2 separate regions of the Mus musculus genome follow, and region 1 is linked to region 2. The links are chromatin contacts, called in public promoter capture Hi-C maps. All regions are on one chromosome and are shown on one strand. Each heading gives the region's core, a stretch centred on a gene start, on an enhancer-like site or on the middle of the called end of the contact. The rest is flanking DNA. Distances are from core to core; before and after follow the strand shown. Region 1 holds the start of Rab29 (RAB29, member RAS oncogene family). Region 2 overlaps Gm51643 (a long non-coding RNA gene).

Region 1 (5,493 bases), core at 1,482-3,981, 750 kb before region 2:
TACCTGCAATATCCCAGAGCTGCAGCCGCACCATCTCTGAGTCAGACCACTGGAGAACCTTGAGAGCAAAATCCACTGAAAATATATGAATATTGTACTTTAACAAAAACATGTCTTTACGATGGTTCTGAGAGTGAGATGAAGGCATTTGTGGCTAACCCTGACAACCCAAGTTAAATCCCTATAGCCCAAGCCTATAAACTGGCTTCTGACTTCCACAAGTATGTCACAGAATACATGTCCACACACACACACACACACACACACACACACAGTAAATGGTTTTTTTTTTTTTTTTTTTTTTTTTTTTTTTTTTTTTTTAGTCCTAGCACAAGCTCAGATCAAATAAATATACAGTGACAACCCCAGGATCACAACACTCCAATTAGGTTTAAACCTTCTGGCGATGGAGAGGAGCCCCCATGGTACATTTGTGTTGGGACACATAATCCGTACTCTCCAAACGGTCTTCAGTGTTTTCTCCTCTCTCAGATCAAATTATTTCACACTGATTATCTCCTTGGCTAGGATCAAGAAAGTTATGGGCATGGTTATGACCATTATTCCTGTTCTCAGGTTAAATGGTTTCTGGGATGTTTTTTAAGTGGGGGGTTCTCAAGGAAAGAATGGTGGGGGAGATGGAGGAAAGGAAGGTAAGGTGGTTAGCTTTGTATCTTCCATCTTAACTTCACTGTTAGTATCTAATCAAACAGTATTATGAGAAAATACAGTGAAAACCTCTGTATCCTCCTTAAGGCTATGGTATATGTCCAGCAGGTACTGGTTAAATGAACAAGATGGCAGAGGTTGAGACATGGATGCTGCTTAAGAGCTGTGCTGAATCCCCCACGGGTCTGCAGATGCTGAAACTCCATGAGGTTGGACTGAACAGCTATTCCAGGGGAACCTCCCAAAGTCGGATAGTAGAGCCTAGCTCCAACTTGAGATCCTCCTGCCTCAACCTCTTGAATGCTAGAATTAAAGGTAGAGACAACCACACTATGCTGGAAAAGCTACTTGTTAAGGAGAAACACAGAATAATTTCAGTTCAGAAACATATTCTTTCTTCTACATCTGTGACAGAAGTGAAAACGAGGGAGAATTTATAATAAACATTGGGAAAAACAAACAAAACTTGCCAGAATCAGTATGTTCATACTGTCGGAAAACAGTCCACTGGTAAAAATTAATTCACAGGACATTTTTAACCCAAAATCCATGAAATAAGGACTTGTATTTAGGAGTGGTGGGCAAAGTAGTCAGGAAACAGTTTTTGAAATATTCTATAAAGTTTTCATTTCAAAGAAAAGAGTTAATAAAAAAACTTTCACATGTAAATCTGTGTTGGTACAAATGTAATTTTATGTGCTGGGCGTGGTGGCGCATGCCTTTAATCCCAGCACTTGGGAGGCAGAGGCAGGCAGATTTCTGAGTTCAAGGCCAGCCTGGTCTACAGAGTGAGTTCCAGGACAGCCAGGGCTATACAGAGAAACCCTGTCTCAAACAAAACAAAATAAAAAAAACAAATGTAATTTTATTCTTTCACATTACTGTAACCTTGTTAACTACCTTCTCCTTGTGGTGGTGGTGGAGGTGTGTGTGTGTCTGTGTGTATCTGTGTCTGTGTCTGTGTGTTTGGGGTAGACAGACCGACAGGTGGACAGTTCAGCAGAGTCCAAAGGCCACACTGGGAAAGAAATGAATTTACTTTTAGTGCTTCTTTCTCTCTTCCTCCCTGCCTTCCCCAGTGCAAGAGAAGACGACAGGCCACTCGAGGGTATTTCACATTCTTTCGTGAATTCCTCACATTTCCCACTCAGTTCACTAATGACACCATAGGGCTCATCAGACCTGACCGGAATCTGTCCTCCAGTCTTCCCCACACCTCTGACTGCTTAGCTCCTGGGCTTTCCTCCTAAGGTAACGGGGTTCTTTCCTCAACACCCGTCGGATGCTGGTAGGAAGCAGGGTAACTGCCCCAGCCTGCACTTGAACCGGGACTCAGCTGACTTTGCTGACTGGAGAAGTTGCTCTGGGCAGCGCATGGCTGCGGGAGGGCTCTGCTCTCTGCGGTGAATAGTCCCCGGCTCAGACCCCTTCACCATCTCTCACCTGTATACTTTGGCCCTATCTTTGTAGGTAGGCTGGGGACCCCTTAGAGGCAACCTCGGTACCCAGAGGCTACCGGCTGCGAGCCTCGACCCCTGCTCCTAGTCACCCGTGACCGCTCACCTCCCACGGTGGACTTGTAGTGCTTGCTGAAGCTGTCCTGGGAGTAGCGCTGGACCAGAGACGTCTTGCCAACGGCGGCGTCCCCCACCACCAGCACTTTAAACAGGTGATCTCGGCTGCCCATGGCTAGTGGTGGGGAGAGGTTTTTTGATAGTTTGTTTTTCCGGGAAGTCGCTTATTTCAACCCCTTTGGCTCCCGGGTTCTCTTCCAATTGAAGTCAGGCATCTCCACCCTCGGTTGGTTGAAGCTTCTCTGACTGGAAAGCAGAAAAGGAAACTTTTGCACTCGGCCTGTGCGCGCTTCCTCCCCGCGCGGCCGCAGCCTGGGTGGGGCGGGTACCAGCTCGACCCTCCGCGATTGGCACCTTCCTTTCAGGGACCTCCGAGTCGCTCGCCAGCATTGAACCGTGGCCAGCACCTTGCTTAGAGAAGTACAGATGACTTAGACCCTTTCTCGGACCGCACACACAAAATTGAGGTTGTGCAGAGTCCTTGTCCGGTCCCCGTCCTGCCACTGGCGGCGCACTTCCCAGTCTTCCGTCAAAAACGTTGTGAGCCCCACTGCTCGGAGAACTACATTTCCCAGTGTGCCTCTTGGTAAAGCGACCAGACCAGTGTGGCGACTTGCCACGTACACTCTTGGGAAATGTAGTTTCCTAGCTATCTTGAGCAAATTTACATAAAAGTTTTAAGGTTTTCAAACTTTAAAGAATTTAGAAATCTATTTAAAAACAATTCTAAAGTTTGGCGTCGAAGCACAGGTTTGCAATCCAGGCCTTGGGGAGATGGAAATAGGAGGATCATAAAACCCTAGTTCATCCATCGTCTTCTGCAACAAGTGTGTTCAAGGACCCCTAACCCCACCACTTCCTCTCCCCAGAGCAAGACAAGAGATTGGAAGCAACTTTGGGTCACCCTGAACTACGTAGACCATGATCTCTCCTGTCTAAATCTTTCCCCCAGATGTTTTCTTAAAATCACATTTTAAAGATTTCTAGACGGCCTTTCTTATTAGCCATATTTTAAAGGTTTTATAACACAAAGATAAATGTCCAAGTTCCAAGTGAAGTCCATTTCCTGTTGTCTTAACTACAGAGTCAAATCTCGAGCCTTGTAAAGACAAGGTCAAATTTTCCATATGACCAATAACAGGCACATTTGGGGACATTTGACCCAAAAGATCAACCTTTTAAAAAAAATCTATGTCAAAAGTTACAACACTTAATAACTAGCTATAGCAATAACAATGCAGAATAAACAAGAGATAGTTCCTCATTGACACTTCCACATTTCTTACACCAGCCACGCATAGCGTTTGAGCACCAGGACATTTCCTTTTGTTGCTGCTATTAATTCTGAATACTCATAAAATGATTGGCAAATATTTTTACTTTTCCTACCTGTAATTTTTCTGTCCTGCCTGTCCTTTAGCTAGAAATTGTGGCTAGTAGAATAAGCTTCACTTTTTTCCCCTTTTGGCTGTTTTGTTGTTGTTTGTTTGTTTGTTTGTTTGTTTTTTGTTTGAGAGAGGATTTTCTGTAGCCTAAGTTGGTGTCAACTTCTGACAGTAGACCATAGAACTTGTGGTTCAATTGTAACAACATCCAGTTTTGTAGTTTTGGAGAGTAAATCCAGGCATGCTAGGCAAGTCCTCTACCATCGGAGCTACATCTCCAGCCCTCCTCCTCCTCCTCTCCCTCCTCCTTCTCCTTCTCTTCTTTCTTTTTTCCTTTCGACAGAGTCTATGTAGCCCAGGCTGGCTTTGAGCTCCAGATCCATTTGCTTCTGTTTCTGCTTCTACTCCCTCCACTGGAATGCATGCACACAGTATGCAGCTTTGTGTGTGTGCTCATGTGCGCAAGCTCGTACACATTTGGGGCTGGTTTCTTCCACTACTCTCTCCCTTCCTCTCTCTTAAAAACTGGAAATTTAAAGTTAGTAAACAAAGTAATACCTTCCATTACAACATTTCCATATAACTCCCCCCCCTCGATGTTCTTTGTTCTAATCACCACGTTTGCCAGTCCTCTCTCCTCCACTCACCTTTAAGGATTGCGTTAGTTGTTACTGCTTTGCCATTGTTCAACACTCTTTGGCATTTATTGCCTTGTGCTTCTGTGCTGCTGTTTCTTCTGGTGATCACTTTTTAAATTTTCTTTTCTGGGATCTCCCTATCCTATCCCTTTAAACATTTCCTAAGGATTGGTCTCTGGGTTAATTATTCTATAGTCTTTAAGTCATGGCTTCAAGTATATCTGTTTTCACTTTATTTGTTCTTTATATATATATTTTTTGTTTTTTGTTTTTGTTTTTGTTTGTTTGTTTGTTTTTCGAGACAGGGTTTCTCTGTGTAGCTCTGGCTGTCCTGGAACTCACTTTGTAGACCAGGCTGGCCTCGAACTCAGAAATCCGCTTGCCTCTGCCTCCTGAGTGCTGGGATTAAAGGCATGCACCACCACGCCCAGCTTTATATTTTTTTAAAGATTTATTTTATGGTTGCTGTCTTCAGACACACCAGAAGAGAGCATCGAACCCAATTACAGATGGTTGTGAGCCAGCATGTGGTTGCTGGGGATTGAACTCAGGACCTCTGGAAGAGCAATCAGTGCTTTTAACTGCTGAGCCATCTCTCCAGCCCACTTTATTTGTTCTTTATTTCCAAATAATTATGTTCAGTATTGAGAAAGGAACCTCCACTTGTGCAGATCCACCGCAGCCTTCCTTTTACACATCACTGCAAAAACTCCTTCCTCATCTCTTCCATCATTAAGGGTGGCAGCCGTTAGCCTCATCTTTCATGTAGAATTCATATTTGGAGCATTATTAATTCTTTGTTGTTGTTGTTGTTGTTGTTTTCGAGACAGGGTTTCTCTGTATAGCCCTGGCTGTCCTAGAACTCACTCTGTAGACCAGGCTGGCCTCGAACTCAGAAATCTGCCTGCCTCTGCCTCCCGAGTGCTGGGATTAAAGACGTGTGCCACCACGCCCGGCTATTAATTCTTTTTATATACATCCATTCACCTCAATCACTCCTTTTAAAAAGTTAGTCACCACATCCTTATTCTTTTTTATTTTATTTTAAATTTATTTTTTACACTCCATATTCCATTCCCAGCCCCACCCCCATCTCCCCTCCACTGACTGCTTCACATCCCACACCTCTTCCCCACCCCACCCCGTCTCCATGTGGATGCCCCCAACCCTTACCCCACCTGACCTCTAAACTCCCTTGGGCTTCCAGTCTCTTGAGGGTTAGGTGCA
Region 2 (6,025 bases), core at 709-3,208:
CTGGGAAGTTCAGCTCCATGGGCTGAACACACCTCCCACTCGCAGCAAGCCCTTATCCCACGTAGGCATAGAAGTCGGATGTGTTTGATAAGGTCTAATATTAGTCTGAGCAAACTTTTAGAAAACCACAGAGGCGGGAGTGACTAATAGCCTCAGGCAGGTGACTGCCGAGTAGTGCCCTTAACGAGAAGGATTTGTCATGCAAGGAAGGGAATTCCTGACACACAACTTGAAATGTGTAGGAACAGCAAAAAGCAAAAAAAAACGCTCCGGAGCTGCAGAGAAGGCTCAGGGTTTAAGAGGGTGTACTGTTCTTGCTGAGGACTGGTCTTCAATTCCTCGTGTCAGACAGCTCACAACCTCCTAAAACTCAAGTTCCGGTGCCTCTGGCCTCAGGGTCACCATCTCTCACGTGACTGTACACCCACAAAGACCCCCTCCCCAGTGTATGTGTGCAATTAAACCAAATAACAAAACTTTAAAAATGTGACAAAGAGTGGCCAGAGCAGAGGACGCAGGAGGAAGAGAAGCTGGAGAGGGGTTTAGCTTGCATCAAACAACATACCTCCAAGTAAGGAGCACGTCGGTTGTGCAGACAAGGAACCAGAGGGGGTCCTAACGTGGCAGTAGAGGGATGGCTTTTCCAATTCACTAGCAGGAAGCAATGTTTGCACAAGTACCATCCAGGACCTGGGATGGGATCCACCTCTCACCTCCCCATCCTCACTTCTACCACATACCCCACCTCTTACCCCCCCTCCTCACCTCTACCACACCTCCACCTCTCACCTCCCCATCCTCACTTCTACCACATACCCCACCTCTCTCTTCTCCCTCCTCACCTCTACCACACCCCCACCTCTCACCTCCCCATCCTCACCTCTACCACACCCCCCACCTCTCACCTCCCCATCCTCACCTCTACCACACCCCCCACCTCTCACCTCCCCATCCTCACCTCTACCACACCCCCCACCTCTCACCTCCCCTTCCTCACCTCTACCACACCCCCCACCTCTCACCTCCCCATCCTCACCTCTACCACACCCCCCACCTCTCACCTCCCCATCCTCACCTCTACCACACCCCCCACCTCTCACCTCCCCATCCTCACCTCTACCACACCCCACCTCTCACCTCCCCTTCCTCACCTCCTCTCTGCACAAACCTGTTGTCATCTAAAGCTCATCACAGCTCTGACTTGGCATCAAGCTGTCAAGGCTCACTGAGCTGAATGTGTCTCTGGTTCTAGGATGAGGTGGATCAAGAGCACCCAGGAAGCCTGTTTACTAGTCACTTTCAGGTACTATAGGAAAATGAGGGAGGCTGTGAACTTTATAAATGGGGGAGCTGTAAGTCAGGGAGCAGGGCAGTGTTGTATGTTGAGCTTCTGGCTGACACTCCTGGGTGAGTTAGCTCCATTACAGTTGTGACTTTGAGACAGAGAGATGTATTGATTAGACAGCACCTAGGGCCGAGGCTCGTCTTGCCTGTTCATAATGACCTCACACTAGACCAAATGAGGGGTTTGTGAAAGCAGCTGAAGACACAGCATCAGTGATCCAAGTGCACTCTCTCAAGGTCTCGGCGCCCGCCCGTTACCTTACTAGACTCGCAACACAGGAGGTGCCACACCTAAGCTGTATCTAAATCATAGCGTCCTTCCTCCAACTTTGGCCCCATCCTCAAACAGGACAACAGGAGAACCGGATGGACCCTGCCGAGGCAGGTGGGACTTGGGAGCTGATAATCCTAGAAACAGCATGCAGCTCCAGAGATTTTCAGTCTTCCTGGTGTTCTTTTCCAAACGTTGTGGCTATTCCCCCCAGGCCTGATAGCTGAAGAACACTAAAAATAGGCCAGCTCATTTCAATTTAATTAGCCATTCCTCTGAGATCGCCAGATGGAACGAAGCAAAGACAGATGCGCTGGGGGCATCAGAAGTGGGAGTCGGTTCTAAATGTGGTTTTTGTGAGCCCAGACAAAGGCACGCTGCAGCCTGCGGGGACCACAGTCTGGCTGTTGCTCCTAGGTGCTGGCCAGGCACTGGGGAGAGCTGGTGGGTGAGGAGGGTTGGTAGGGGGTCTGCGGCTGGGGCAGGGGCAGAGAAGAGGCTCCAGGCCTCGGGAAAGCAGGCTACTTCCTCCTCAGGCTCGAATGTGTGGTCCCTGTGGAGGCACCTGCTTGTCTAGCTCCCGTCTTAGGGGTCTGTGGACAGGAAACATCCCACAGCAAGAAAGGGTTGGGATTGCCGCCAAGTGAGGTGAGGACTCTATTTCTGGAGCCCTTAAGAGTGGGAGAAACTGCCAGTTCCCCGGGGTCAGATATTTTCCTTATCTGAAAACAGGGTGACGTGCACAAAGTAAAATCAGGCAGCTCTTGGACAAAAGGGGTGGTGGTGGTGGTGGTGTTAAAAGGCCCTTAGAGGGCTGGTGAGATGGCTCAGTGGGTAAGAGCACCCGACTGCTCTTCCGAAGGTCCAGAGTTCAAATCCCAGCAACCACATGGTGGCTCACAACCATCTGTAACAAGATCTGATGTCCTCTTCTGGAGTGTCTGAAGACAGCTGCAGTGTACTTACATATAATAAATAAATAAATCTTTAAAAAAAAAAAAAAAAAAAAAAAAAAAAAAGGCCCTTAGAACCCAGAATTTATGCCCTTAACCAGCGGCTTCATAGTGCATAAAAGACCAGCGGTGTGGAACAAGTGCTCCCCCTGGTGGTGCACATAGGGATAAGCTTACCAGACGCACTTCATTAGTTTATTCAGCCATTCTCTATGTGATACAGTTTGTTCCCAAAACTCCAAACAAACGAATATGAGCCTGATGTGTGAATTAAGGATCGATCTCAGCTCTTTCTAGTTTCCCCTCCCCCTTTCTTCCCTTCTTTTCCCCCTCCGCCCCTCATTGATGGTTAGTCCCAAGCCAAGGGCATTTTTCTCATTTTGCAGGCTCATGTGAGCTATGATTTCATTGACTCCAGGATGAAGGCTGTGTGTGTCACTTTTCCTTTTGGCTCTCCTCCAAGGAGAAGAAATGGCCTTTTGTAACACCTTCGTGCAGCTTAGCTGGAACCTGAAGAATTGCTAGATTCCATACCCATGCTCTGGGGAGGCTGGGAGGAAGGATATTAACCACTGACCGAGAGCTCTGCTTTTGGTCCTGATGCCAGGGAGTGGTCTTCTCTGCTCAAAGCCAGCATCTCTGGCATTCATGCCTGGTCCTGTACTCCATGCTCCTCCTGGGTGACAGCCTTCTTTCAACCCGATCACGCATTACTTTACCGGCTGTCCAAGGTTGGCTGTCAGGAAAGGACGAGGGACCTGGGATTGTGGCACATAAACTGTGAAGACACTCCAAGATGTCTGTGCCCACTTGCCATGGTTCTTACAACCACAGAGCCATCCTCATCCTGGAGGTTTGTCCTTAGACTTCTCACTAGATGGAATCCTGTATCTGCCAGATACTGGGTGCCATGGATGAGAAACAACCCTGTGGAACCAATTCATGTTCTCCTTTAGGTAGACACTCTGTGGCTGAGTTTCTTTTGTTTTTGAGCTTGCAGACCAAGGTCTAGCTATTGCTTTCAGGCACCAGAAATGGCAGAGAGTCCTCCCCTCTGCTCCTCTTCTTCCCCGTTTCCCTGCTCACTCCTCCTCCCCTCATCCTCCTGCCTCCTTTGTCTTCCCCCTTCCTTTTTCTTCCCTCCTCTCATTCTTCTCCCTCCCCTCCTTCCCACCCCTCTTCTCCTTCCCCACCCTCCCATACCTTCCTCCCCTCCTCCCCCTTTCCTCCTCCCCCTTCCTTCCCCCTCCCTCTTCATCTCCCCTTCTTTCCTCTCTCCCCTTTCTTAGTGTCCCCTCCCCCACCTTCCGTCCCATGCTCCCCCCCCCACTCCACTCCCCTCTCCAGTAGGCGTATGTTTGAAAGTAGAATTGCATAGTATATTACAAGTTTTAAAGCATTGACTTCAGGTTGTTGAGATGGCTTGTAGGTTAAGGCACTTGCTGCCAAACCTGACAACGTGAATTTGATCCCATCTATCCCATAGGATAGAAGGAGAGAATAGATCCCAGAAAGCTGTTTTCTAACTCCACATGTGTGCTGTGGCTCATGTATGTGCACCTGTGGCTTATGTATGTCCGTATTTGTATGCACACATACACACACACACAAGAAATAGATACAAATGTAATACAAATTTTAAAGTTAATTTTTGAGGTTACTTTCAACATTTTTTTCTTTTTTGCTATAGCAAAACATATAACATGAGCTTTATCGTTGTTTTACAGGGCACGAATCTGCCCTGAGTAGCACAGAGTTGTGCAGCTCTCAGGATGCCCTGTCTCTAGAAGTTTCATCTATTCTCCACAGAAACTGTACAAGGCCTGTCTTCAGCTTAAGTCTGTATGAGAAACTGCTGGAGTCACTCTGTAATTTCTTGGTGCCTTGAGCAGATAATTGGTGGCCACCACACCACACTCCAGGCTTCTCCAGATCCTAACAACAGGCAAGGCTGTGGCCTCTTCACTGTCCTGCAGTCACAACATCTGTAGGGGTCGATATCATCCCTTTCCACAGCAGAGCCACAGCTAATCTTTATACCCTAGCTCTGGGCCAGACAGAAATTTGCTACTCCATATAAAGGAGGGCATCTGTCTGTACAAATAGAGAGCTGTCCCCAGAAAAGAGACTCTGGCTGTCCTTGGTCATAAAGAGATGCCAAAGGGCATGCATTTGGAGCCAGAAAGATTTGGGTTCAAATGCTAATGTTGGCCCTTGCTAATCACTTGGCTTGTTTGGTTGTTTGGGTTAAGTCACAGATGGGGACACCTTATGGCACAGAGATTCTTTACTTTAGAGAAGGAAATTCAGTAGTACTAGGTCTTCCTTCCTCCCTTCCTCCATCCCTTCTTCCCTCCCTTCCTCTGAGAATACCAGAGACAGCTTGGTTTCCTTTCCTATTGGCTCCTTTTCTGGGGCATCAGTTCCTAAGAACTAAGAATGCTCCCCATTTTCTGAGCCATGACCTCATTTGTGTTGATTAAATATGAAAAAAAAAAAAGGTTTCTTTTCTGCTGGGTGGAGGTGTGGTTTGTTCATTGCTGTATTCTATTGAATTCCCCTGCCTCCTTCCCAGTCACTGGCATGACTATTTCTCTTACATTCTAAACGAAACCTCCCACATCTGTCTCCAGACTCATGAAAGGGGCAGAAGACATGATATTTAGATGTGCACCTGTCTTAGTCAGGGTTTCTATTCTTGCACAAACATCACGGCCAAGAAGCAGTTGGGGAGGAAAGGGTTTATTCGGCTTACACTTCCATACTGCTGTTCATCACCAAGGAATTCAGGACTGGAACTCAAGCAGGTCAGAAAGCAGGAGCTGATGCAGAAGCCATGGAGGGATGTTCTTTACTGGTTTGCTTCTCCTGGCTTGCTCAGCCTGCTCTCTTATAGAACCTAAGACTACCAGCCCAGAGATGGTCCCACCCACAGGGGCCTTTCCCCCTTGATCACTAATTGAGAAAATGCCTTACAGTTGGATCTCATGGAGGCATTTCCTCAACTGAAGCTCCTATCTCTGTGATAACTCCAGCTGTGTCAAGTTGACACACAAAACCAGCCAGTACAAGGGGTTAAAGGCGTGCACCCGGCTTTACTCAGGTTATTTATAAAACAAGATCAGGATGCCTGTAACCTTTTCAGAACTTCGAAGCAAGTGCTCCTGGGAAATTCTTTCCTCTCACATCCCTAATCAGTTGGCAATTCTCGCCGCTGCTTCCTTCTCAGCAGCACTCTGGCGTCCTGTCCTCCTTTCTATCTGCTTGCCAATTCTTTCCGTTTTCCTCCTTTAAATTATTACATTAACTTGATAATGAGACTTCTTGCTTCCACCTCCCAACACACAGCCCATTTTCCAGTCTGTTCCTGATACTCACTGTACTTGAGCTTTTCTTGATGGTGGATTCTTCCCTCCTCGGTAACCATTTCTGCAGACCAGGTACTTCCTTAGCAGTC

Evidence for each region. Promoter capture Hi-C pulls out the DNA fragments that hold promoters and counts their contacts.
Region 1: a promoter capture Hi-C map of pre-B cells shows a contact between it and region 2, with 2.3 times the contacts expected there. The contact joins the promoter of Rab29 here to the enhancer-like site in region 2. A contact is called at or near these places in 4 of 39 promoter capture datasets (the C10 cell line, HPC-7-derived erythroid cells, liver and 1 more) and 1 of 9 other capture datasets (liver).

What each region holds. Positions count from the first base shown.
Region 1 is chr1:131,864,515-131,870,007 of GRCm38.p6, reverse strand. It overlaps Rab29 (RAB29, member RAS oncogene family), which reads right to left and starts at 2,731. Exons shown (of 6, transcript NM_144875.2): 1 at 2,598-2,731; 2 at 2,233-2,489; 3 at 4-75. The coding sequence starts at 2,356.
Region 2 is chr1:131,112,829-131,118,853 of GRCm38.p6, reverse strand. It overlaps Gm51643 (a long non-coding RNA gene), which reads right to left. Exons shown (of 2, transcript XR_003947991.1): 1 at 5,947-6,025; 2 at 2,947-3,304. Among named protein-coding and RNA genes, the nearest start is that of Gm51643, 3.0 kb to the right of the region's middle. Within about 2 kb of position 1,958, at least 38 of the 459 cell types and tissues checked have an H3K27ac peak or open chromatin away from gene starts, as enhancers often do. A contact at or near this core is called in pre-B cells, where this site is marked.